7 separate regions of the Mus musculus genome follow, and all the other regions are linked to region 1. The links are chromatin contacts, called in public HiChIP or PLAC-seq and promoter capture Hi-C maps. All regions are on one chromosome and are shown on one strand. The core of a region is the stretch at or near the end of the contact, and the rest is flanking DNA. Distances in the headings are between cores, read along the strand shown.

Evidence for each region. Promoter capture Hi-C pulls out the DNA fragments that hold promoters and counts their contacts. HiChIP or PLAC-seq counts read pairs in DNA pulled down with a chosen protein or histone mark. Capture Hi-C pulls out chosen DNA fragments and counts their contacts.
Region 2: a contact with region 1 is called in a promoter capture Hi-C map of liver, with 2.8 times the contacts expected there. The contact joins the promoter of Btf3l4 here to the promoter of Magoh in region 1. A contact is called at or near these places in 1 of 39 promoter capture datasets (pre-B cells), 6 of 484 Hi-C or Micro-C datasets (CD4 T cells, CD8 T cells, DN3 thymocytes and 3 more), 2 of 115 datasets of contacts at active chromatin or transcription factors (bone marrow-derived macrophages and memory CD8 T cells) and 2 of 9 other capture datasets (adipose tissue and liver).
Region 3: a promoter capture Hi-C map of liver shows a contact between it and region 1, with 2.3 times the contacts expected there. The contact joins the promoter of Mrpl37 here to the promoter of Magoh in region 1.
Region 4: an H3K27ac HiChIP or PLAC-seq map of embryonic stem cells shows a contact between it and region 1, with 2.7 times the contacts expected there. The contact joins the enhancer-like site here to the promoter of Magoh in region 1. A contact is called at or near these places in 7 of 39 promoter capture datasets (the 3T3-L1 cell line, the C10 cell line, cranial neural crest and 3 more), 5 of 484 Hi-C or Micro-C datasets (CD4 T cells, CD8 T cells, bone marrow-derived macrophages and 2 more), 9 of 115 datasets of contacts at active chromatin or transcription factors (the NIH/3T3 cell line, astrocytes, double positive thymocytes and 5 more) and 3 of 9 other capture datasets (adipose tissue, embryonic stem cells and liver).
Region 5: a contact with region 1 is called in a promoter capture Hi-C map of liver, with 3 times the contacts expected there. The contact joins the promoter of Tmem59 here to the promoter of Magoh in region 1. A contact is called at or near these places in 4 of 39 promoter capture datasets (the 3T3-L1 cell line, hippocampal neurons, liver and 1 more), 2 of 484 Hi-C or Micro-C datasets (LSK cells and regulatory T cells) and 3 of 115 datasets of contacts at active chromatin or transcription factors (astrocytes, embryonic stem cells and memory CD8 T cells).
Region 6: a contact with region 1 is called in a promoter capture Hi-C map of adipose tissue. The contact joins the promoter of Orc1 here to the promoter of Magoh in region 1. A contact is called at or near these places in 20 of 39 promoter capture datasets (the 3T3-L1 cell line, 3T3-L1-derived adipocytes, the C10 cell line and 15 more), 13 of 484 Hi-C or Micro-C datasets (B cells, CD4 T cells, CD8 T cells and 7 more), 11 of 115 datasets of contacts at active chromatin or transcription factors (the NIH/3T3 cell line, T-cell acute lymphoblastic leukemia, astrocytes and 8 more) and 3 of 9 other capture datasets (adipose tissue, liver and pancreatic islet).
Region 7: an H3K4me3 HiChIP or PLAC-seq map of neural tube shows a contact between it and region 1, with 4 times the contacts expected there. The contact joins the promoter of Tut4 here to the promoter of Magoh in region 1. A contact is called at or near these places in 2 of 39 promoter capture datasets (the C10 cell line and cranial neural crest), 4 of 484 Hi-C or Micro-C datasets (CD4 T cells, cortical neurons and regulatory T cells), 5 of 115 datasets of contacts at active chromatin or transcription factors (bone marrow-derived macrophages, forebrain, memory CD8 T cells and 2 more) and 2 of 9 other capture datasets (adipose tissue and liver).

The regions. Positions count from the first base shown.
Region 1 is chr4:107,877,768-107,881,392 of GRCm38.p6, reverse strand. It overlaps Magoh (mago homolog, exon junction complex core component), which reads right to left and starts at 1,638. Exons shown (of 5, transcript NM_001282737.1): 1 at 1,448-1,638; 2 at 442-500. The coding sequence starts at 1,535.
Region 2 is chr4:108,831,853-108,835,477 of GRCm38.p6, reverse strand. It overlaps Btf3l4 (basic transcription factor 3-like 4), which reads left to right and starts at 1,838. Exons shown (of 6, transcript NM_027453.3): 1 at 1,838-1,970. Txndc12 (thioredoxin domain containing 12 (endoplasmic reticulum)) reads right to left here and starts at 800. Exons shown (of 7, transcript NM_025334.3): 1 at 622-800. The coding sequence starts at 712.
Region 3 is chr4:107,065,131-107,068,755 of GRCm38.p6, reverse strand. Mrpl37 (mitochondrial ribosomal protein L37) reads left to right here and starts at 1,890. Exons shown (of 7, transcript NM_025500.2): 1 at 1,890-2,306. The coding sequence starts at 1,961. It overlaps Cyb5rl (cytochrome b5 reductase-like), which reads right to left and starts at 1,762. Exons shown (of 7, transcript NM_001346552.2): 1 at 1,711-1,762; 2 at 1-144. The coding sequence starts at 133.
Region 4 is chr4:108,633,556-108,637,180 of GRCm38.p6, reverse strand. Cc2d1b (coiled-coil and C2 domain containing 1B) reads right to left here. Exons shown (of 25, transcript NM_177045.3): 25 at 3,059-3,625. Among named protein-coding and RNA genes, the nearest start is that of Cc2d1b, 15 kb to the right of the region's middle. Within about 2 kb of position 1,865, at least 24 of the 459 cell types and tissues checked have an H3K27ac peak or open chromatin away from gene starts, as enhancers often do. A contact at or near this core is called in embryonic stem cells, where this site is marked.
Region 5 is chr4:107,176,855-107,180,479 of GRCm38.p6, reverse strand. It overlaps Tmem59 (transmembrane protein 59), which reads right to left and starts at 1,850. Exons shown (of 8, transcript NM_029565.3): 1 at 1,563-1,850. The coding sequence starts at 1,751. It overlaps Tceanc2 (transcription elongation factor A (SII) N-terminal and central domain containing 2), which reads left to right and starts at 2,114. Exons shown (of 5, transcript NM_025617.2): 1 at 2,114-2,242; 2 at 2,776-2,915. The coding sequence starts at 2,817.
Region 6 is chr4:108,577,403-108,581,027 of GRCm38.p6, reverse strand. It overlaps Orc1 (origin recognition complex, subunit 1), which reads right to left and starts at 1,574. Exons shown (of 17, transcript NM_011015.2): 1 at 1,453-1,574. Prpf38a (PRP38 pre-mRNA processing factor 38 (yeast) domain containing A) reads left to right here and starts at 1,692. Exons shown (of 10, transcript NM_172697.3): 1 at 1,692-2,043. The coding sequence starts at 1,914.
Region 7 is chr4:108,457,562-108,461,186 of GRCm38.p6, reverse strand. It overlaps Tut4 (terminal uridylyl transferase 4), which reads right to left and starts at 1,777. Exons shown (of 31, transcript NM_175472.4): 1 at 1,548-1,777; 2 at 987-1,170.

The sequences.
Region 1 (3,625 bases), core at 389-2,888:
TTTAGCTCTAAAGAGCGTAATTCGAGGTTGAGACTTTCCCCTGATCCGTTTCCTCTTCAGAAGCAAAGTCAATGCTGTCTTCATAGTCTATGTACTAGGGACTAATATATTTAATTCTATGATAACATTTGGGAGTCACAGGTAGGTTTTCTTATCCTTTGTTTTACAGATGAAAACACAGAGACCAAGTTCAGCCAGAGAACTTGTTTTGAGGTCACATGGTCAGTATGGGGCACACCGAGGGTACAAACCAAGACACACAGATTTCAAACACTTACTAGCTTTTGATTCAGCACTGGGGGGGGGGGGGGAGTGAATCAGAGAAATAATCTAGCTGCTTAGAAATAAGTGCTCGCTTCCTACACTTCATCTTTCATTACCAGAGAGAACATAAGCAATGGGAAACCAAAGGCTAAGTCGTAGTGAAGGAAAGGTCTGTACCTCTTTCCTGATCATGACGTCATTTTTGTAATTGCTGTTGTTGGCGTATCGCAATTTACCTTCGGAAGAAAAAAGAAAAAAAAAAAAGAATGCAACGTATTAGAAAACATGAACAAAGCACCATTACCCTCCAAAGAATATGAGCTTTGCCTAAATTATATCGAATGTTTCAACCCATTTCCCAGCTGTGATAGTAGTGTTTTTGGTACTTCACTTGAAACTACTGAACAACAGAAGAAGGACCTGACAGTAAACTAGAGTCCCGGGAAAAGGCTGCCATGATGTAGCAAAAGAACACGTTCTCAGCTGTAAACAGGAATTTTAATGCTATCTTAGCTGCACAGAGAAGAACATGCTGATGTTCAACTGGGTTGGGAAAGGACTTTGAAAACTAAGGAAGCTGTATGCAAGCAAGCACTACAAACACCTGTATAGCGAGGCTCTTGACTAACATCACCCCCTACTACTGTCTCTCAGTCACCCCAGTGACCACCTGGATATGTCTGGCTCTTTGAGGTCCTATGACACTTGCTACTCCTGTAGATGCTTTTCTTCCTGTACTTCAAAAATTGATCCCTTTTCAATTACGGCTTAATTCAAATTCACACTCCTCAGACTGCTCTTTAAAAGCGACCTTACTTTTTGATCACTCCACACTACAAGAGATCGCTGTGGTTTCTTCCGGCTCTGAAACACATGTTCCACGAGAGGGGAAAATTTATTTTTGTTGCTCTGTCCCCAGACTGGAAAACAAACAGCCCATTCTCAGATGGACATTAAATCTTTGTTGAATGTAAGCAACCTGGCTTTTTAAAAAGCTACGAAGGAGAATCGCCAGCGGATGAAGAGAAAGAACCAATGAAGCCGACAAAAGAATGCCTCTTTCACGACCCAACAGCACGGTGGTCGGCGTCCCTTGCTTCGCTTCGCCACATTCCGCAGCCCGCCTTCTCTCCGCCCTCCCCGGGGCCGGTCCCACTGCCCGCAGCCGGGAGGCCGCTCTTACCGTCAGGTCGGAATTCAAACTCCAGGAACTCATGACCGAACTTGCCTTTGTGGCCCACGTAGTAACGCAGGTAAAAGTCACTCTCCATGCCTCGCAAGGGACAAGGAGGACGGAACTTTAGGAACGGATGACACTACCACGGCCTGCGGTCTACGTCTTATACTGGCGTAATGGTGGCGCGCGGAAATGACGTCTGCCACCGCGACACTAAGAGTTTCTCACTCTCCGGAGGCGGGAACGAGATTACCACGCCCCCTCCCCTAGACGCTGGGTCAAGATCGCCACGCCCCCTTGGTTGTATATCGAGAGTTCTGGAAGATCTTGGGATCCGAGAACTGCATCTGGGTTTCAGCCCAACACTGAGCGCTAGAGTCCTGTCAGGCGCAACCTCAATTTAAAGAGACAAGTGAGTCGAACGAGGTTATTCACACTCTGAACCTAGATGGGTTTCCACAGTAAAAGGAGGCAAAATGATTTGCTCATCTATGAGTACGCTGCCACCCCCATCCCCCGCCTTCTTCCACTCCCCAGTGTGTAGATCAGGAGGTGGCTCTGAGGCGGGAGATTAGTAGTAAATGTCTAAAGAGCGTAATGAGAGTTTGAGACCAGTGGCTGCATACTAAGACCCTGTCCCGAAAAATAAAGTTGGCTTTACTTAGCTGTCTTTTAAGAATGACTCCTTTCCCATTCCACAATGTTGCCTGAAACTTGCCTGCATTTAGCTAACATCCCTTTCTGCTATTTCTTTATTTTACGTGTAGGCAGAGTACTGCTACCTGATCCAGACTGACCTGAAACCACAAACCCTCCTACCTCATCCTCACGAGGGTCACCACTCATGAACGAGTTGCCTTTCATTCTTCCCTTTCAAGCTAACATGTCTAGATAGGTGTTGTGGGTCGGTTAAATGAATGTTGGATCCCTACTAGGCTTTTTTGTCTTGTTTTGTTTTGTTTTTCGAGACAGGGTTTCTCTGTGTAGCCCCGGCTGTCCTGGAACTGACTCTGTAGACCAGGCTGGCCTCAAACTCAGAAATCCACCTGCCTCTGCCAAGTGCTGGGATTAAAGGTGTGCGCCACCACCGCCCGGCTCCTACTGGTCATCTTATTTAGCAGCGATTCTCAGCCCTAGCCACATGCTGACAGAATCCAGTTTCACTGAAGCCTCTAAAAAAATACCCAGGTGAGAACTGGGCATGGTGGCCAATGCCTTTGATCCCAGCACTTCAGAGGCAGAGTGGAGTAGACCTCTGTGAGTTTAAGCCTAGACTGCTCTTTGCATAGTGAGTTCCAGGCCAGTCAGGACTACCAAGTAAGATACACACACACAAACTGAAACAAAAACGAGGTGGGTCAAATGTGGAGACCACTACCCAAGAGGTTCATTTTCAAGAGCCAAAGTTGACCTCTGTGAAAGGTCAAATTTCTGGTGCGGGAATTTTAAGGTCAAGTAGGTGAAATACGGTAAATTCTAGTCATAGAAGATTGACACACGACAGGTGTGGTGGCACATGCCTTTAATCCCAGCACTCAGGAGGCAGAGGCAGGCGGATTTCTGAGTTCGAGGGCAACCTGGTCTACCGAGTGAGATCCAGGACAGCCAGAGAAACCCTGTCTCAAAAAAAAAGAATTGACACACATCGTTACCAGAGATGTCGTCTCACCACTCTCTGCCCTGCCACTGGTTTGTTTCTTGTTCTCTGAGACAGGGTCTGGCTGTGTAGCCCTGGCTGGCCTGAAACTCACTATATTGGCCAGACTGGGCTGGGGTACAGATATCCACCTGCCTTTGCAGGACTCTAGAGGAGTCCTGGTATTAAAGGCGTGTGCCACCACCTTGCCTGGCTCCTACTGCACTTTAGAAAGATCACTTTGGTTGTCATGTAAGCCGACTGGAAAATAGGAAGGCCAGAAGTGCAATTGTTATGGAGATAGGTAGTCGTTAAGGAAATCCATGAAGGTAGTACTGTGGTGGTGATGACCCATGTGTAGGTAGTGGCTGCAAACTGGAAAATGAGTGGATTTGAAGTGAAATACCTTAACATAAAGGGTAGGTGTAATGGCTATTCCTGGTTGTCAACTTGACTATATTCAAAATGAATTACAATCCAGAATTGGAAGGCTCACCTATGGTCCTGATCTTGAGGCTGGGAGATACAAGTTTCCGACCTGGTCTTGG
Region 2 (3,625 bases), core at 589-3,088, 950 kb before region 1:
TACACGGAGTTGGGGGTCCTTACTTCCTAACCTTCATTGATAACCACTGATCCATCGCTCTAAAGAAATCAGTTTCTTCCAACACACTAGCTGAGCCACACCAAAACCAACTGTTGGTGACCTAGCAAAAGGTCTACCTTTCATTTGCTCTTTTTTCTGCATCTCTTGGGGGAATAGGGAACCGGGTCTTGGGGGTACGGGGGAACGTGGTGAGGAATCTTCAGACTCAAGCGACCACTACAGGTCACCAGCGACCCTTTTTCTTCTGGCGGAAAGGTGACGGTTCCTGAGGGCTTCCCAAGCGACCTATTTCTTCTGGCGGGAAGGTGACGGTTCCTGGAGGCGTCCCAAGCGCCTAACATGACACATGAATGGACTCTTAAACAACCTAGTCCTAATTTAAGGGCCATATCTTCTCAATCCCAAGAATTAAGAGCGCCCTCAAGTACAACTTCCTTCTCTTAAACCCTCTCCCGGACCTGGTACTCCTGACCCCGAGAAATCCACAAAAGCAGTTGGGGAAGATAAAAAGGAATCTAAAGTGGCCTAAGATACAGTGAGAAAATAAAGTGTTAAGAAGGCCCGGGGTCCGTAAAGATTACGGTAAGAATGAGGTCTGACCCTTTCCAAGCCCAGTGCGTCCGTCTGAAGAAGTGATGAGGAGCAGGAAACTGAAGCTCAGCAAACAGGTGGCCCCGAAACGAAGCGACATCTCCACGGTGGTAGTTGCACAGAGCCACCGGATTGAGGGAACAGGATTTCCAGCAGAAGCTCCGCTCTGCCCCCTTATCGCCGTTCAGCCCAACCCCTCGGATTCCCAGATTTTTTTTTTTTTTTTTTTTTCCTAGCCAAACACTGAAGGAAGTGATGTTAGACGGATGTGGGCGGTGCCTCGAGGGTCCGCTTTGGAATGGAGTAAGTTTAAAGGTGCAGATCACGTAGAAGGATGTGGGAGTACATCTCGAGTTTGCTTTCCCTAAGTCCTTGATATCCAGGCTTAAAGAAACAGCCGGATGAGGTGGCCCGAATTGGTGAGGGCTGGGGAAAGGTTCAGGAAAACCGTTGTTAATTACGTCTGACCTCTAGCCTAGCCCCTCCCTCCAATGGACCACTACACTAAATATTCAAAATGCAAATTATTATCTTTGAGATCAGCCTATCACAACAGAGGGCTTGGAATTTCCCGCCCCCTCGCACAAGTTAAAAATACTGGACAACAGCATTTCATTGTTAGATTTCTGTTTGGGATTCCAAAGAGACTCGGTAAGCCCGTTTCGCTGTGCACGCGTCTGTGTCTTGCAGGCAAGCACTTTGGAGAAGCGCTGGACCCTTCCCCCCACCCCCACTCGCATTCGCAGGACTTCCACTCAGGCATGATGCAACCAACTGACATAAGGTCCAAGAAAACCATGCTTGGGGCCTTTTATTGCACAACTGAAGAGGTAGTCCGAGGGAACTGGGACATAAGTCATCTCAAGCACGTAAAGTGTAAAGCTTCTTTCCGTTAAGTCTGTTGCTTTTTGTATTGGGTCGAGTTACTACCTAACAAGTCAACTGCCGACTTTCCCTCCTGATGAGAGTCCATTAGAGCTCAATGCTTAGTGAAGGACATCCAAGGTGTACAACCCGAACTAGACCCCACACCACCCTTCTGTTAAATCCAAGACAAAAGGTAAGCGCAGACACAATGGGACGCCAAGGGGACCGCCGCCTCCTCCAGGAAGCAGCCCGGCCGCCAATCAGAATAGTGAGGTGCGCGAGGCATGCTGGGCTTTGTAGTCGGGAGGCAGGCGCGCAGTTGCCGTACCCACCCCCACCCCGCCTCCCTCCCGCGGTCGAGGCGGGGCCGTGCGTCACGTGGGCCTCTCCCGCCGCCGCCGCCGCTGCCGCCGCGGTCTTTCTCTGTCTCAGCTGAGGCAGCCATCTTGCTCTTGCCGCGTGCTGGTGTTGGAGGACCCTCCCCGCTGCAGGTGAGACCCCCGGCGGGCCCGCCACCCCACGGCCTCCGGCCGCTGCGCACGGTCTCCCCCCGCCCTCCCCTCTCGACACCCGCCGTCCGCTCCGGCTGCCACTTCCGCCGTGGCGCGGCGAGTGGGGGCGGAGGCGGCCGGCCGGGCCTGTCGGTTACGGGCGGCGCAGCTGGGGGTCGGCACCTGAGGGAAGGTCCCCAGCACCACCGCCCGCTGTGGAGGAGCCGGGCCCGGGCTCTGGCCGCTCAGGTCCAGACCCAGGAGGGTAGAACCCTCCTCGTCCATCACTCATTATTCACAACAACAGTGTCAGACGCTTTGAGCAGCAGATCTGTTGTCATCTCTTTTGCTCCTCCCAAACTGAGGTTAGCACCCGGCCACCAAGCTCTTGGGGCCGAACTAGGTTGCAGCGCTCTTCACTTTGTAATAGAAGTGCTTGTTTACAAGTCTCTCTTAATTTTGAGACAGTTACCTATCCTTATAACCTCTTCACACTGCCTGATGATTGATCGCCAGGCACAGTGTTACACAGCTGGTGAATGGCGGTTTCAACTTCCGTTCCCACGTTCTTTCATTATACCTAATTAGTGGCCCTCTGGAAGAATGGTAACAATAGTTACCAACTACTGAGTGTCTTACCTGAACTTGATAATCTATGCTTTAGCCTTCAACTCAGTAAAGTATGCGATGGTATACTTTTTTTAATGCGGGAGAAACAAACACAAGTACAAAGAACCTAAATACCTTTCCAAAGCCCTAAGTGGTAAAACCTCACATAAAAAGTCAGGGCTGAAAATTCAAATTATTTTTATCTTTGTAAACATGATTAAAGTACTTGGATGCTTATAATTTGGGCATCCAATAAATATTGATTCATCTCTGTATACTCTTTTTGGAAGTCCTTGAGAAAAGTGCAGAAAGGATTCGTGGATATTCACTCAGTGATCATGTGGCCCTTGAAAGTCATTTCTCCCTTTGGGACACAGAGAGGAACTTTCCAGGCCTTCCAGGCAGCTAACAATTTTGTTTATAATTTATGCCCTGCTGCACTAACAGGTATCTGAGATGACCTCACACTTGAAACAAGAATGACAGGTACATTAAAGATATTAAGTAGGGATTAAACCAGGTGACCTTTTAGGTCTCAGGCTGAGTCTAAATGTCTTTTTCTATTAGAATCCTACACAGCCCAACTTGCTGTTGGACAAAAGGCCATATTTCTCCTTCCCCTGCTGCTTTAAGCTTCTAGATGCCCTAAAATTATGTCTTTTCCATAAAATACTCCTTAGGAATAAGATTTCTTAATTATACTGACCACCTGAAATGGAATTATTCTTTCATTTACACCATAAGAAAGAGTTAATTTGGGCTTTGCTTTTGCTTCAAATAAGTCTGGACTTTTTGTCTTATCTTTCCAACTGCCAACTCTTTTCTTTAGGAATGTTACCTAAAATGCAAATAGTCACAAAGGGCTAGTCCTGTGCTTAGTTTTAATATTCTCTCCTGACCTCCTTTTTGCAAGAAATTCCTTAAGTGCTGTGTTATTTCACTATAAGTTCATGGCTGTAGCTCTTTTGTGGATGTTTGAATGCAAGGTTGAGGTTTCTATCAGCACATTTCAGTCTGCTGCACAGCTAAGATTGGCACACACCTAA
Region 3 (3,625 bases), core at 641-3,140, 810 kb after region 1:
TTTCCAGGTCTCGGTAGTAGAGGTCAAAAACACAGGGCGAGCAGCCACTGCCGCAGCACTGGGAGGGCAAGGGCTCCACAGGCTTCAACCGCAGCCAAGCCTCAGAATCCTCCTCCTCCTCCGTCTCAGCCATTGTCAGTGGGGCTTGGGCAATAGGGGGTGGGAGGGGGGAGGACACAAGTGAATAAGCCAGGCCTCTCTTTGCTGTCCGCCTGGGAGAAAGAAGATGTGGGGGTTGTACTCTGTTCTCTCTCTCACACTCTCCCCAAGGCCCACCAGGCTATAGGGACAGGGATGGCTTAACCAGAGGATCTGCTGTCATTTGGGGGCATGCTTACTGCTTATAACTATTGGGGTTTTGTGTGTGTGTAAATCTAAGCAGAGGCGGGGAATTTGGATTCAGAAGGCCTCTCCTACTGTGCAGGAGCTCTTTGACTTTGGTGTGTTTCTGAGGCTGGGCCACCAGTGAGAATGAAGTTGGTGTCTCACTCTTTCTGTATTCTGCCAAACACCTGGCATACAGGAAGCTCCCATGGCCTGGTGAGTGTTCGTTCCCTCTATAGTCCGGGAGCTGGGTACAGGATTTGGTGTTGTAAGGCAGAAGGCACAGGACACGGTCCCTGTCCTTGTTAAGACCTAGCACGGTGTTATACTCATCCAGTCACTCCATCTGTACTGTGCATCAGATAACTGAGTGAATGGTGCCTCTCTTTATGGCAATTACTCTTAGCATTTGGGAAGGAGATGTACTAAGACAAATGAAAATGCTTTAACTGTAAACTGCTGGGTAGTCTGAGTGTTAGTCATATTGTCCTCTGCCTCTTTTGCATTCATGGGGGTTAAATAGTCCTATTGTCTCAGTCGTTTTGGAAACTGGTAGACAAGGTGGCCACTTCATGCACAATTTTAAAGATGAAGTTCCTTCCCATCTGGGAGGCACAATCCCTGTTGCAGCCTCGCCCTGGATGCTTATCCCTACTCTTCAGGCCTTGGCTGAAAGGTCATCTCCTCTCAGAGACCTTCTCAAGTGTTCCCCTTGTCATTACCAAGCACCTTATTTGTTCTACTATGTATTCATTTGTTAACCTAAAGTGTGTGTCACGCAACTGCTCTAGAAGCCAGGGAGAGTTCACGGGCCGGTCACTAAACAATGCAACTCTGACAGTGGTCAAACAAGAGAAAAGACCTAAGGGACAGGAAGCATGTGTGTGTTGCCACCGTTCACGTCGTGCACTCATGTACTCACTCGGTGGTCCCTCAACCTATGCCCACCCGATGCTTACTTAGCACAGTCCTCACTCTGACCCCCGCAGCGAGCCTGCCAGAAGCCAGTGCACTGGACCCGCCTCCGGGAATCGGAAAACTTAGCAGCAGCAGAGCAAAAGTAACTCGCGTTCGGCGCCGGGCGAGCCGCAGTGCCAGCAGTCGGCCGCCAAGCTGGCATAGAAAGAGGTACCCGGGCCACTCGCAGGCTCTGGGAAGCCGCAGCCAGGAAAGTGTGGGCAACGCTGAGAAGGGCGGAAAGGATGGCAGTTCCAGAACTCATGAGGCGTCGGACCCGCTAAGGCATTTTAACTCCTAATTTTACAGCGAGGAGACCGGGCCCTCTCACGTTCTAAATGCCTAAGGGTCAAAGGCGTGCAAAGTACAGATCTGAGGTCCCTACGCTCCTCCGCGCCGGCCGCGAGCTCCACCACCGCGCTCACCTACCTACCAGCAAGTTTCTTCACGTGTGGCACTTCAGAAACCCCAAGCAAAGAGCACCTTCCAGGTTCCACCAATAAGGATGGGAACTGCCTGAGGGGCGGGGACAAAGCAAGCATATTCTAATTGTGATTGGGTGAAGTGTCTGTCATTCGCAAAAACCCGTCATTGCGCTCCGCCCCTTTGGCTCCCAGCAGTCCCTGCACGGGCAAAGATGGCGGCGTCCAGGTAGAGGTTTTGTAGAAACGGAGTCGGTATGGCCTTGGCGTCCGGGCCCGCTCTGCGGGCACTCGCTGGCTCTGGAAGGCTCGGCCTCGGAGGTTACGGGACTCCGAAACGTGGGGCGTATGAGTGGGGCGTGCGCTCCACGCGGAAGCCCGAGCCTCGCCCCCTGGACAGGGTGTACGAGATCCCCGGTCTGGAGCCCATTACCTACGAGGGCAAGAAGCACTTCGTCCCGTGGCTGGCGAGGCCGATCTTCCCGCCGTGGGAGCGCGGCTGGAATGACCCACGCTTCCACCGTGCCGCCCCGATCCACGAACAGACTCTGTACAAGGAAGAACCCTGCTACATCTTCCACCAGCGTTGCCGACTCCTGGAGGGTGAGGTCTCAGGACAAACGGGAGGAGACGCTGTCCCAGGCTCAGCAGTGACCCCGAGCCTGGGGAAGTTTCTTCCTCTGGAAGTAGAATAGAGTAACACCCGGCTTCCAAGAGTTGTCAGATCAAGGTGTTTGTGAAAGGGAGCAATGGAGAATGTGTGCAGAGAGGAGGGGATTTGTCTCCATGCGTGGAGAGGTGATAATAAAGCAGGTCTACAACGCTCCTTTTCTGGGGGTGTCTTTTGTTAAAATAGGCCTGGGATATGTTTTCAAAGAAAGGATTTGCACCCAAAAGTCTACCCACTTAATAACAGGTCAGAATGTCTTGAGCCTTTTCCTGAGTTGGAGGCCAGCCTAATCTACAGAGTGAATGAGTTCGAAGACAGTCAGGGCTACACAGAGAAACCCTGTGGGGAGGCGGGGGAGATACATCAATGTCTCAAAGTCATTCTGTTTCTTAAGAGGAGTGTCAGGAACTGTTTTCCAGAGTTGAACCCTCTCAGGATCAGGATGAGGATAGGGAAGATCCTAAAACCAAAAACAACTGAAGTCTGTGGGAGCAGAGATTCCAAAGGATAACTAGGAAATACAGAGACCCAACAAGGTTTGGAGCCAAATTAAGAGAATCAGTCATAAGTTTGGAAAAATCGATAGCCATAGGCCAGCCTCCTAAAAGGCCCACTTCTATGCCTGCAAGCTGATATTTTTGGCCATTAACCATTTTCTGTGAACTCAGGAGGTGCTGTGAAGGATCTCACAGACACGACCCCTTTGCATTACCCTGACAACGAATGCCTAGTGGATGGATGTGTTTCAGAAGTTAGGATTGCACCTGGAGATGGTGGTGCATGCCTTTAATCCCAGCCCTCAGGAGGCAGAAGCAGGAAGATCTCTGTGAGTTCAAGTCAGCCTGGTCTACTGAGTGAGTTCCAGGATAGCCAGGGCTACACAGAGAAACCGTGCTTTAGGAAAAAAGATCAGAAGTTAAGATTGCATTCATTGAACCAGTCTGAAAATGTATTTTCTATCCTACACTTTCTCAATGTACAGAGAGGTCTTATAAAATCCCAATAAACCCTTGTGAGATATGGCCCTGAGAAGCAGACTGGGGTTATAGAGAGACTGTGGACTTTATGGTAGACAGTCTCAGGTTCTCCTCTTACCTGTATTACCTTAAAGATAGGCAACTTGAAGCAAACTCAGTCTGTCCAAGTTTCCCCCTTCATGTCAGAATCCCATCTAACTTGTAGGTAAGTTCATGGCACAGGAGGTGACATTCAGTAAATGGCAGCTCTAAATACTTTATATTTTGTTAGGTGC
Region 4 (3,625 bases), core at 616-3,115, 760 kb before region 1:
CAAAGGTGCTGATGAAAGTCAGAGACCCAGGATCTGGACCTTTCTCTACAATTGGTACAAAACCTCAGAAGTGCCCTTGAACACTGCACAGCACTAACTTGTAAGAACAGAGGTCTAGAGCCATCTGCAGACCTACAGCAGGAAGCGCCTGAGAGGCACAGTAGTGTTAATTTTGAGCGTAGTCTGAATAGACCTCCGACGGTGGGCACCTGTGCAGCAGCTGCCCAGTCCTCCTGCCCAGCCAACTGTACCTTGCCTTGGACATGGATCTTCTAGGACATGTAAGGTTTTTAATCTTCCCATAAAGGAACAAACTCTGGAGCCATACAGACAGGTCCAGTCTTAGCTTATAGATATCCTTTATGTATAGTAAGATCATCCTGGGAAATTAAGTCACCAAAGATACTCACTTTCTTCTCTTTTGAGCTCTGGTTTTATATAATGTGCACTGAAATTTACAAGGTGAAATGCTTACACGCCACATTCCTAATTAGGCCAGGTTTTCTAGATTTAACCCTAAAAGATAAATACAGAGCATCTACACTGAAGAGCACAATTGCACTGGTGTATTTAAAAACTATTGTATGCTTACCAAATTCATTTGTAAGCATATATTGTATAATGTATTTCCTGGTGTTTTGAGGTGGGCTCTCATGTAGCCCAGGCTGACCTCGAACTCAGAATAGTCAAAGAAGACCTTCAATTCCCAACGCTCCTGCCTCGGCCTTCCAAGTGCTGGGATTATAGCAATATGCTACTCCCATACTCAAGGTAGTAGAATGCTGAGATTGTTTAAGTTCCAGTCTCTGTCTTCTCCATCTACACTGGGTCCTGCTAGGGTACCCCAAATTCCAATTAGATTTCTCTATGGCCATCTGAAAGATAATTAGGCATTTAATGTATTTCTCTTTTTTAAAATTAATTTATGTGAGTACACTGTTCCTCTCTTCAACTACACCAATAGAGGGCATCGGATCCCATTAGAGATGGTTGTGAGCCACCATGTGGTTGCTGGGAATTGAACTCAGGACCTCTGGAAGAGCTCTAACTGCTGAGTCATCTCTCCAGCCCCCAAGTTTAATGTATTTCTAGTAAGTAATCTGCTCAGCATTGAGTCTGGGATTAACTGTTTGTATTAAATAACAGGCATGGGGTTTTTAAGTCTTATTCGTAGGACTAAGAAGACTGCTGACGTCCATCTTAGAGGCCAGAGAGGGACAGAACTAGAACTACACCAGGTACAGGCTTCCTGCCTGCCAGCCCCAGCCCAGCTGGTTTGTTTTATACTCACAACAGCTGACCTCACTTAGTGCAAAGATCTTTTAAGGGGATGCTACAAACCTGTGGGGGAAAAGCCTAAATAACTAGGAGAGGGGCCACACAGGTCTTAAAGTGGTGCTACAGAAGGGAAAAGCCACAAAGCTATTTCCTGACTTTAAAATAAAGTATGTATTGTTTAGTTCAGTAATTCAAAAGGACATGCAATAGCCGGGCAGTGGTGGCGCACACCTTTAATCCCAGCACTTGGGAGGCAGAGGCAGGCGGATTTCTGATTTTGAGGCCAGCCTGGTCTACAGAGTGAGTTCCAGGACAGCCAAGGCTACACAGAGAAACCCTGTCTCAAAAAACCGAAAAAAAATCAAAAAAAAAAAAAAAAAAAAAAAGGAAGAACGAAAGAAAGGACATGCAGTGCAATATTTAAAAAAGGATTTTCATTGTGCCTGGTTCTATCTGTGAATGTTTGGTGACTGTGGTTGATCAAGTCTTAGAAAATGAGGCTTTATGCAGGCCCCTCCCCCTAGCCATGCATTCCTTGGCTACAACAAAGACCTTTTAAGATTGTCTCCATGTCCAGTGGGTGGCTTTGTTGGCCTCCCTCTGCCTGAGGTTGTTTTCAGTAAGCAGAACAATGCAGTGGACTGGAAGGGACCAAGTTGTAAAGGGAGATCCTTGAAGTCAAAGAAAACTAAGACATTTCCATCAGAGGAGCACAATGGGGGATCATCAAGAGTCAGGCCAGACTGTAAGGAAGATACAGGGGACCAACACCTCTTCAAGTCCTCCCTCTCTGCTCTAGGTCCCTTAACGAAGGCAGAGACCCTTTCATTGCAAATTACTGCTTGATCATGTGAATATCATTGTTAAATCTCTTACATAGGAGAGATTGCGAGCTCATGGTGGCTAAGATTGGCCAGTGTGTTCTGGGGCATCACTTGTGTGCAGTTTCTGCCTTGTTAAGCACTAACAGTTGGACAAGCTCCAGCCCTGGGATCTCCTACGTGAAGTGGGAGAAGCTCAGCCCTGAGCTGCTTCTGCAGCAGTGTAGTGACCAGCAGCTGAGTGTTTACTTCACGCAGAGCCTTCACAAGTCACCTTGAGGAAGCCAGGCTGGTGGCTGGCACATGCTCAGGCCTGTAATCCCAACACTAGGAAGGCTGAGGCAGGTGGACTGCTATATAGAGTGAGACCCTGCCTCCTACAACCAAATATACAGAGTAAAGAGTAAATCTGGAGGGATACTTTGCTGAACTTAGTGCTTTAAAATGGGAAAGAGTTGGGATGCTGATTTTTTAAAAATCTAAAATAATGCATTTGTGACTATTAATTGTTGCAACGATCTGCCCCCTCATTTCCCTGCATTTACTACAAAAGCTAAGATTGGCCAGAGTGGCCAGCCAGGGATTAGCCAGGTGATCAGCTCCATGACATGCCGTCTCAGAAGAAGAATGCACAGGTGCAGTGGCTCTGTGGATCACTGCTTCTGCTTTTAAAGTGACAGGGAAGCTGGGTGTGGTTGCACACGCCTTTAGTCCCAGCACTCAGAAGACAGATAGATGGATCTCTTAATTTGAGGCCAGCCTGGTCTACAAAGAGTTTCAGGACTGCCAGGGCTGTTACATAGAGAAACCCTGTCTCAAAATAAATAAGTACATAAATAGATAAAGTGACAGAGAGCAGGGCATTTGAAGACTTTTCTAGGTAATTCACACTGTTCAGAGTATAAAGTCCCTACAGTGAATTAGATCTAGTTTTAAAATAAAAATGGCTACATAAAACTGATAGTTTTTCTTTTTCTTTTTTCCTTTTTTTCTCCCCAATTAACAGTCTTTCACCTTAGGTACATGGACCAAACCAAAGAGAACCTTCCCTTACTTCCCACCAATAGTACCAAAGTAACGTTCCTGTTCCCGAGTCCTCTGGGAAGCAGAAAGGCTAGTGCAGCAGCTGTCAGGAACAAAGGCACAGGCAGAGGGAAAACAGCTGAGCGGGACAGTCTGCCGCTGGCCAGCTGGAGTCACGGAATCCTGTCCCTCCCCACACGGGATGTTCCGATCACCCTCGAGTTCTCCCATCCCTACAGTTACATCTTTGAAAGGCACATCCAGAAATGGTGCAAATGGGGGCTGGGTTAAGCGGTACGCAATTACTATGCAGCGGTTACGGGACTCTGTGGCACAGAGCAGTGGGGTATCCTTGTCTTCGCCCACAGGGAGGGTGGGAGGCCTGCTTCCACGAAGGTCCAGGAGAGGCAGCAGGAGGAAAGCCCAGGCCACTGTTAGTTATCAGGTCTTTGGTGCGTGTGTAGCAGCATCTCTGATGTACAACGGCTCTTGAGCCGGCACAG
Region 5 (3,625 bases), core at 601-3,100, 700 kb after region 1:
GGCCAATTGGTTCGGGTAGAATCTTTTGATGATGCAAGCTTTACTGACTGACATCTAAAGAATTCCTCTTACTCCCTGAGGTGAGCAAGGCAAGCCTTACACCCGTGACCCCTGACCTCAGCCTCCAGCAGGCTGTAATTTACAGGTGTCCATGACCATCCCAGCTCTTCATTTCTCCCAACTATTTATTAATTTCTAACTTAGAAATTTTAAGGCTAGCCGGTGCTGCAAGCCTTTAATCCCTGCACTTGGGAGGCAGAGGCAGGAGGATTTCTGAGTTTGAGGCCAGCCTGGTCTACAGAGTGAGTTCCAGGACAGCCAGGGCTACACAGAGAAACCCTGTCTCGAAAAACCAAAAGAAAGAAAATTTAAGGCTAATCTCAGTACAATCTTGTGGCGCCGTTTATGTTTTGCTTGTAATTGATGACCCTCAGATGGGTAAGGGGGACAAAATGCTTGAAGGTACAGAATTTACACTTTTTAATATCAAAGACAGGAAAGCACTTGTCAATATGGAACATTCTAAAGTCACTGGGACTGCCATTCTAGTCACTTTGTACCTTTAGAAGGCAAAGAGGGAGAGCCACAATGGTTAAGCAAATAGCATACAGAAGACAAGGCCAAAAAAAAAAAAAAAAAAAACCACGCGCATCAGCGAAAGCCCTTACAAAGCCAGGTGGGGAGGGGCATAAACCCTAATTATATATGGAAAATGAGTGGGGAGAACCACCAAGCAATTTAGAATGTTGAGTAAACAGAATTCATAAGAAACTGGAAAACAACTTAAGAAGGCAGAATTAAAGGCTAGGCAGCGGCTGCGGGCAGGGACCAGGGTTAGGGATCGGTCTCTCCTCTAGCTACACAGTATAGGTTTTCCGTAGGACAGTAGAATTTCCTGATCCACTCCACGATTCCTTATCTTCTGCACTGAGTGACGTTTATTTTACTTTATTGTTTTTTGAAGACAGACCCCCCCCCCCCCAACCGCCGCCTCACAAAGGCATCCAGTCCCTTGCGGCAGCGTCTCACACACACTCAACACAGACAGGAAGTCCTCCCTTCCACGGTGTCTGGTAACTACTGAGGCTGACTTCACACTTCAGACCGCAAAGGAATTGTCAAGCTTTCTCCGACTCGGGGAACACAACGCGCTTCGTCCCAGAGAGGCGCGCCATCAACCCAGACTGGAAGGCACTATTTTGTGCACGCCTGCGTCCGCGCCATCCTCCCCACCCCCGCGCTGCTAGTTAGGTCAGGACCTCGCGTTCATCCTCCATCTACCCTAGCAAGCGATCGCCTCCCTGGCGGTCCCGCGGGCTCCCAAGGGCTCGCCGATTCCGCACATTTGTGTCCCCCCCCCCAACCCCCAGCCTATCGCCGAGACCTGCAGCACAAACTTCCGGCAATTTCCGCAGGAGCAAGGAAAACTGCAGCTGCACCGAGTGGGCAGCGGCTGAAGCACAGCTTCACCACTAGGGCCCCGGCGCTGACCCCGAGGTGGAACGACGCGAGCTGGGGCACCGAGGGATGAGGGGAACTCGGGACGGATGGGCCCTGCCTACCTTCGGGTAGGTGTGCAAGGGGTAGGTCAGCTGACAGGCCCGGTGACAGGACGCTGTGTCTCCCAGGACCGAGTCAAAGGCTTCGGCCGCTGCAGTCCCCGAGCCTCCGGCCAGCGCCATAGTCAACAGCAGCAGCGGCGGGAGCCCCAGTTGGGCCTGGACCCAAAGCTTCCCCTTTGGCGCCGCCATCTTGTTCCCCTCTGTCACAGCAGCTCGAATTGTTGCTGTTTTCTTTTCAGGCTTTCTCCTTCTTCCGGGCCAGCCCCTTTCCCCGCCCCTCCGGCCCGCGCTTCCGCCTCCGAGAGCTCCTCGGCCCCGCCCCGGTCCGCCCAATCGGCTGCCTCCTGGCCGGTCTCTGGGACGGAAAACCTCTCGTGGGCGGGCTTGGGGACCCGGCCGACCATCTCAGCCTTGGGCTCAGAGCCGCGCCTGCCCCTTTCTCCGTGCCAGGCCGACTGGGGCCAGTAGTTCTCGGCGGCTTGGAGCGAGCTGAGGGGTGTTGCTTCCCTCAACCACAGCTTCCGCACGCCTCGCAGTGCGTTCTGGGAAGTGTAGTTCCTGCGGGTCACCAGCGAGGAACTGGGCCCCGGAAGAAGTGTACAAATAGTTACAACGCGCGGCCCGGGTGGAGGTCCCGAGGAGTCAAGAGACCAAACAGCGTAGGCAGGCTGATTTTCCCGGTGGGTCTCACGTCGAGCTCTGATTGGATAAGCCCTTTCCAGGCCTCCTAGTGCTGGGGCCAAGGCCTTGCTCGTGGAAGGGTTGGGATTCTCTGACACACAACACTGGTTTCTGAAGCAGCTTCTGTATTGCGCCGGGGTCTGGAGATGGTTGTTGTGGGCCTTAGAGTAATTCTTAGGATTGGGGCTGCCGCGGAGTGGGTGTAAAGAGGGGTTCACTGAGCCCAGTGGAACCCTAACTTCATCACAACTCAACCTGAACTGGAAAAGGATTTCAGAAGTCACCCCATTACCCCGGGTAGTGGAATCCAACTCCCTCCCTAGCATGCCCCTCTGGATCTTAGGAACTTAACCCAGGAAGTAAACTTAATTATAGTTTCAGAAGAGATTTCCTCTTTCGAGAAGAAGTCTTATTTCCTGTAAATACCATCCAAAAGCCTTCATAATTCAGACGTGTTTAGAAAATCCAGTCGTGTCACTTCTGGGAATACACATCTCAACCTTAATAAAGTTTCACCCTGTTTCTTGAATAGAATACTCCTCAAGCACCTGAAGGTAGGCGGAGCCCCCAGCAATGGATAAATTCGTCATTCGAACGCCTAGGATCCAGAATAGCCCGAAGAAGAAACTCGGAGAAAAGGTTTACAAGCAAGCCACGATTGAGTCGTTGAAGGTGAGAAGGAATGTGGGGTCAGAGAAAATGTGCACAGGACTGTCATAAAGAGATAGGGCCAACAGGTTCCATTGTAGGGAATCATGACTTTTTGTTAAGCACCCTTCAGGGACCATTTTTCTTTCTTACATACCCTGTACAGACTTTTATCAGTTCCTGTACCTCTGCTACCCTGAATTAATCCAATTCTGGCTTTAGGGTATGGTTGCTAGCTGACAGGATCACTACCCCCCTTTGTTAAGTTTTTTCTTTTTAAGATGAATTTTTATTTATTTATTTTGGTTTTCAAGACAGGGTTTCACTGTGTAGCCCTGACTGTCCTGGAACTCACCTGTAGACCAAGCTGACCTAGAACTCAGAAATCCCCCTGCCTCAACCTCTCAAGAGCTGGAATTAAAGGCTTGTGCTACTATTCCTGGCCAAGATTTATTCTTATGTGTGTCTGTGTCTGTGTGTGGATATGGTCACTAGTGGCTTTGGCTCTCTTTGGAGCTGTAGTGATAGTGATTGTGCACTACCTAAAGTAGAAATTTGAGGTCCTGGAAACTGAACTAAAGTCCTCTGCAAGAGCAGTATGTGGCAGGAATTCTAGTAGAATCATTGGATCTAGGGAAAACATTAGGATGAAATAGCTGTTGTTCACTCTGTCTAGGGTAAACATCAGAATGAGTGGCTGTGTTCTAGAAGTACTTGGACCTTTAAGAAATCAA
Region 6 (3,625 bases), core at 325-2,824, 700 kb before region 1:
TGGTGAATGGACTGGGGAGCCAGGAGGATTGGTTTGGCAAAGAGAAGAGTTTGACTTCTAGCGATATCCATGGAAGGACACCACAAGTCTGAACCCAGTACAGGAACCATACCCAATGCAAAAACATAAAAGGAACCTTAATAAAAGTTAAGCCCAAACTCTTGACACATGTACCTCATTTAAATCTTTAAAGTAACCCCAGAACAATGTAAATTCATAGAAGATGCTCAATAATAAATATTTGCTAATGAAAGGGAGATGTTATCTTTGTACAAGTTAAGTCTGAACAGTCAGATACCAATAAGCTACCTTACCTTATGTATCATCGTATCACCTGTGAAAATAGTATTTACTTCTGGCAGCTTATTATATACAGTAATATATACAGCTTCCCAATCAGAGTGGCAGGTCCACCGGACCCATTTCCTAATCCACAAAATGGAAAAATAGTATCTCTTTTTATTCAACCAATATTATTTGAGGCCTGTGTGCTAAGCACTGTTCTAAGATAATCAGACTAAGAGAAAATACGGTATGATAAACCAATGCCCATCCTACTGTAGCCAACTATTGAAACAATGGATTCCAAGAAGTTTGACTTGTCCCCAGAACTTCATCCTGAAGCCAGAGGAACAACTTGTCTATAGGAAGGATTAGCAACAACAGTCTGGAGGAGCCTCTCAGGAGAGGGGGCTGAGATGTGTGTCTATAAGTGTTCCAGGACAAACGGGGCTACAGAGAGAAACTCTGTTTTGAACCCCCCTCCCGCACCTTCCCCAATCTAATTCTGAAAAAACAGGGTGTGGTGGTGCATGCCATTAATTCTAGGGCCTGAGGCAGAGGCAGTCTCTAAATTCGAGACCAGCCTGGTTCTGAGCAAGCTACAGGACAGCCGGCTCTACACAGAAAAATGTCTAAAAACCATTACAGTAGAAAATAATTACGATTATTCGACTTCTATGGAAAACTAAAAAGACCTCGTGACAGGAATCTCACAGCTCAAAGCTTAGAACTCCCAATTTCTCCAATTGTTAAGAGAAGGCTAGACCCAAGAAAGTAGAATACGAGCCATTAGATGTTTTCTCCAGTGATTGGAGATGAAAGCTCACTTAAGGGCAAGCCATGTGGAGAGGAGACGCCAAAGTCCCAGAAAGTGACTTAGAGAAAGTCTGTCTCTGGGCGGAATCACCAGTAAAGCGGAGAGCAACACCAGCTCCGCGGTTCCAGAGGAAAGGTTGCGAGTGCTTTTCAGAAGCAGTGCACGCGGAGAGCCAAAGCCTTAGGCTCCCCACCGAGGGCCGGCGCCACCCGCTTCTCCGAGGTCTCCTTCAGTGCAGGAAGTGTTCCTGGAGCTCCGGGGAGGCGAGAAGGTTTACAGGCTTGCGAGCGGTGCCGGCACCGACGGCCCTAGGTGCACGTGTATGCAGTCCGTGGACAACGACCCGCACTCACCTCGCCGACGCTTTGCAGTCCAGGCACTGGAGTAGCTGGGGGACGCTCGCTCGTCCAGGTCTGGCTCCTCCGGGAGACCACGGCTACAACACGTAGTCCCAGCTCTCAGCTGACTAAGAACTGAAGGCACAGGAGAAAACTTTTCGCGCCACTAACCGAAACCCCGCCCACAGTGTGATTCTGATTGGCGTTTCGGACACTCGCCACGCCCTCCCGGGGGTTCATGACGTACTTCCGCCAATTTGCTTGGGCCCTCTCTGGTGCGGGGTGTGCGTATTCCGGCGAAAGAGTTCTACGCCACAGCTTCCGGTACGAAGCTGGTGGCTTTCCGCGGTCGCAAGGGATTCCTTAATGTTTCCCTAGCCTCCGGTAGTCCTTTTTTTTTTTTCCCTTCTTTTAAATAAATACTGAATGTGACGTATTAAGCAAGCCGACGGAAATAGAATTGAAAGAGTTCTAAAATGGCGAACCGTACAGTGAAGGATGCCCACAGCATCCATGGCACCAACCCTCAGTATCTGGTGGAGAAGATCATCCGGACGCGAATCTATGAATCAAAGTACTGGAAAGAAGAGTGTTTTGGACTTACAGGTGAGCGACAGCGCGCAGCCCGCGTCTCGGCTTACGGGTGGTTTCTTCTGTCTGAGTGAGGAAGGACGGACCCTTTGGGGGTGATACTGGAAGAGTATGTCAACTATTCATATAAACTGCTCTGTGCCTGGACTTGTACTAGACGGGACACAGACAAATCTGACACGATCTTTTTCTCTTTTCTCTTTTTTCTTTTCCGTTTTCCGAGACAGGGTTTCTCTGTAATAGCCCTGGCTGTCCTGGAGAACTGCTGGCTTCGAACTGCCTCTGTCTCCCGAGTGCTGGAATTCAAGGAATACACCAGCACCGCAGGGCTCACCGGTCTTTCCTTCTTTCTTTCTTTCTTTCTTTCTTTCTTTCTTTGGGGGGGGGGGGGGGTGGGCTCCGAGACAGGGTTTCTCTGTAGCCCTGGCTGTCCTATGTCCTGGAACTCACTTTGTAGACCAGGCTGTCCTCGAACTCGAACTCAGAAATCCGCCTGCCTCTGCCTCTGCCTCCCAAGTGCTGGGATTAAAGGCGTGCGCCACCACGTCCTGCTTGACCGGTCTTTCTTTTTTTTGTTTTGTTTTTCGAGACAGGGTTTCTCTATAGCCCTTGCTGTCCTGGAACTCACTTTGTAGACCAGGCTGGCCTCGAACTCAGAAATCCACCTGCCTCTGCCTTCGAGTGCTGGGATTAAAGGTGTGCGCCACTACACCCGGCTTGACCGGTCTTTCTTGATGCTGAAGGATTTCTTTAGTTTTTTTTTTTTTTTTTTGAGCCATTCCATTTTTTTAAATTAATTAATTTATTTGTTTATTTATTTATTGATAGTCTGCTGGGTCCTAGATTGTTTATCTCAGGGACCAGATAAGGGTTCCTTTAATGCAGCTTGAAGATGTTCAAGGAACTTCACCATTCCTATAATAAAATTCTTGCTGTTCTTAAATGGGTCAGTAGTTTCATTTTTGACCTGCTTCCCCTAGTCCTTTAGGTTTCTGTTTTGTTTTGGGGTTTTTTTGTTGTTGTTTTTTTCCCCTGAGACAGGGGGCCTTGGATGGCCTGGAACTCTCTTGAACACACAGAGATTCATCTGCCTTCCCCTTCTGGTCCCTAGGATTAAAGGCATGAGCCACCTCGCTGGCTCCTAAGTTTTTTAGAGTGGCTCTCTGTCAGCTGTCGTAGCTTTGTTCAGCTTCACCTGGTGTGACTCTGGCTGTGGTTCTTGAGCATGTAAAATCACTTAAGCTCTTTTTTGTTCTCATTATCCTTAGCTGGAAGCCAGGACAATGATTATTTGTTTTTTTGTTTTGTTTTAGACAGGGTTTCTCTGTGTAGTCCTGGCCCTGGCTGTCCAGGAACTCACTCTGTAGACCAGGCTGGCCCTGAACTCACAGAGATGTGCCTGCCTCTGTCTCCCGAGTTCCGGCATTAAAGTTGTACACCACCCCAGACCAGCATCTGGTAGTAATAAGAGGACTTTTCCCTCATAATTTGTTGTATAAAGATTGAGGACTCATGAGTCCCACCCTTCCTTGATGGACTAAACAATTAATGGAGACTGGGACGAGGGGTCTGTCTCTCTCTGTAGTGCTGTAGTTCC
Region 7 (3,625 bases), core at 528-3,027, 580 kb before region 1:
GCTAATTATTAAATTCATTCCAACAAATCACAATTCAAATTGCATTTCTGGACACTAAGATTACAAAAGATCGCAGAACGTCAAATGTTTAAGGAATTACTTTTGTATCGAAATGAAGAAACATGGTATACTAAAACTAAAATCTCACGCAAGGTACAAGATTCGTCTGCTTTAAAGTTTGATAATCTTCTTTTTTAAAATGTTTAACCAACGTTAAGATAACAGTAATTAATCCCATTCAGGTACTGACTAGAAATCCCGCTGCTTCTTTGAGGTCTAACCACCTCATTCTTTTGTAATCCTGATATCAAAAGGATCAGAAACCACTTGCGAAGGCGTGCGACACACTGGGGAAGTGCTGTCTGTTTACAAATACGAATCTCACAGTTACCCACGTCAAAAGCGCGCAGTACCAGCACCTCTCGACTGGGGGGCGGGGGACAGAGACGGCGGGTGAGCAGGAAACGAAATCCACACAAACCTACCTCTGCTCCCTCCCGACAAGGACAAGCCCGGGGGATGGCGGGGAGGACACGCTGTGTGTGTGTGTGTTTACAAGTGTATATATACATACACATACACAGGGTGAAAGAAAGGCACACAATACAGACAAACACGCACTGGATCTAAGCGAAGGCTAGACCAATCCCGTTAACTCAGATACTCCTACCCCGTCTACAACAGGTTTCGGTGGCCGGACGGGCGCCCCAGCTTTCCCTAAGGTCGGCCCCCCAAAGCCCTCCTCAGGCCGCCCAGGCCGCCTTCTCGACTTCCCTCCTTCCCTCGGCTTTCCCCTGGGACACCAGAAGCCAGTTCCAGCCCAGGAGGAAGTGCCAGGCCCCGAGGGGGCGGCGGAGACGCGCTCCGGCGGCGCGGACACCTGCGAGGCGCCGCACCTGAAGGGGACAAGCTGGGGGCCCCCGGGCTCAGCGGCCGAGCACACCCCCTCGGCAGCCCGCGCAGCGCGGCGGCCCGCAGCCCCGTACCTGAGAAGCCCGCGAGCTACAGGCGCGCGCGACGCCTCCTCATCTCAGAGGCTCCGGCTCCCCCTCCGCCTCCCGCCGCCGCTGCCGCCCCCGTCGCCGTCGCCGCCGCCGCCGTCGCCGCCGCCGATGGAGGCCAGGACACGACGAGCTCAGGACTCCACCGCCATGTCCGCCGCGCCGCGAACTGCATTGTGGGGGGGAAGGGACGGGGAGGGGGAGGAGGAGGGAGCGAGAGAAAGAGGAGGACCCGCTGAGGGGAGGGGGCTGAGGGAGAGTGGCGCCCGGCCGAGGGGGGAGGGGAGTCGGAGGCTCTCCCCAGCCTGGGATCCCGATTGGGATGGGAGGAGATAGCCTCGGAGGCGGGGAGCAGAGCCTCCCAGAGCTGGGTTCAGGGGCTCCCTCTTCTTTAATTCTGGGGATCCCCCCCAAGCACCCGTCAAACCTCGGCGGAGGAGGGGGTAGACCGGGGGGCGTGGGGGGAGGGGCTTCGTTCCGGGGCTCGTGGCGGTCGCCCGGAAACAATGAGGAGGGGATGGAGGTGGGAGGACGGCGCGCACACACCCGCGCTGAGGAGGGAGAGCGGGCGAGCGCGCGCGGGCTCCGATCGGCGCCCGAGCTGGGGGCGGGCGGGCCCCCGAGGGAGAGAGGAAGGGAGGGAGGGAGGGAAAGGGTCGGAGCTACCCGCGGCTCGCTGGCTGGAGCGGGCCTGCAGGGAGAGAGAAAGAGAGAGAGAGGGTCCTGCGGTCCAGCACGCCGACGCCGGGAAGCGGCGCGAGGACGCCGGCGAGCTTAGGGTCGCGTGCACCGTCGCGCTTCTCACGTCAGGCTCCCTGGCTGCGGGCGCCTTGCCTGAGGCCCCCGGGCGGGAAAGGGGGCAGGTTGCCTAGCTGTGCCCCAGGGAGAGGCCGTAGATGTGCAGGCTCGGGCTTGTCACTGTCCGACAGCCCACGCATTTCTTGAATCCTCCGCGACCATTCCTGACTTCTGAGCACTGTCGAGCAGCTAGCAGGAGGGAGCCCCCCACCCCTTCACCCTTGCATCCAGTCCAGTTTTGCATCACCTCAGGACTAACAAAGCAGAGAAATCTTGAGAAATAGTTCGAAAACCATTTCTTTAGTTTCAGGTGGGCATAGAAACAACTACCAAGAACGGCTTCCCTCCTTCCTCCTTTTTTTTTTTTAAATGTGTTAGCTTCCTCTCATTTAAATTTACACTCATGGAAGACTAGAAGGCTTTGTTAGTTTATTTTAATGACACCCCCCCCCCCCGCCCTCAAGCCTCGAGATTATTATTTGACCAGTCTCCTACTTCACTCAGAGCTGGTCAAATCACACAACTGCAGTCCTTGAGGTGGATATTTACTAGGCAGAAAAAGTGTATGGCACTAAACGTGGGGTTTTATAAAGGGAAGCAGCTGAATCTTAAATATTTACAAGGTAATGACAAATTTTCTTGTGACTCACAGACCAGAGCTGCTAAGAGGCTACAGAGAGGCAATTGTCTCTGCAGAGTTCATCGACTTCCTGCTACATCCCAGAACTAAACACCTCTCACATGATATGTCCGTCAGAATCCCCAAAGCTGAACAAGCTTAGTGAGAAGGGACCAAGCATTGCCAACTTACTTCTAGGCATCGAGCTGAGGAGGCTTCATACACTTAACCACCTAATCTTCATAATGATCTTGTGACAATAGATACTATGGCTTCCATTTGCAGAGGAGAAAATATGCTCTGACAATCCCCTTCCCCCTGTCTCTGACTCCAGCAGACCCAGGAGCTGTGGATAGAGGGTAGCCAGTCAACCCTTCCAGCTTGGGGCGATTATCAAACTAATAAAAAATCCAGAGTTGCCTCATCTGAAACATTTTTAAATGTGTCCAAACTTCAGAGAGATAAGGTAAAGAACAGAAGAGGAAATGAAAGTGAAAACCGAATGTTAGGTGTGGTAGATTACAGCTGTAATATCAGCATTCTGGAAGCTGGGGCAGGATGATCACCAGGTCAAAGCCAGACTCTGTAGCCCAGGCTGGCCTCGAACTCAGAAAGCCGCCTGTCTTTGCCTTGATCTCTTTAAAAATAAAAAATAGACTTATAGCTTCCACAATAACATGTTCATTTTTTTGTTTTGGCTTTTTTGTTTCTTTTCCTTCTTTCTTTCTTTGTGGTGTTTGGGGGAGATTGGAAGAGCAGAGGACAGATATGAAGGAATGGGGAGAAGAGTGGGGTGGGGGCATATGATGTGAAATTCACAAAGAATTAATAAAATGTTTAAATAAATAAACGACTTGTATGGTGGAGTGGTGGAGTACACCATTAATCCCAGCAGGGGATAGGAAGGCGGGAGTAGGTGGATCTTTTGAATTTTTGGCCAATATGAAAAGGAGTTACAAAGCAGCCAGGGCTACCAAGTAAGACCTTGTCTCAAAAAACCAGGATTTGGGCAGATAGCAGCTCAATGTAACAGTACTTGCCTAGCATGTAAAGGGCTCCGAGTCTGATCCTCAGTGCTGGAAAGAGAATAATGAAAACGTAAAGCTGATAGACACACTTAAAAGGATTACCAACACGCTCCTCACTGATATTAATGTCATTGGACCAAATTCAACTGAACTCCTGATTACTTAGTATAAGCAAATCA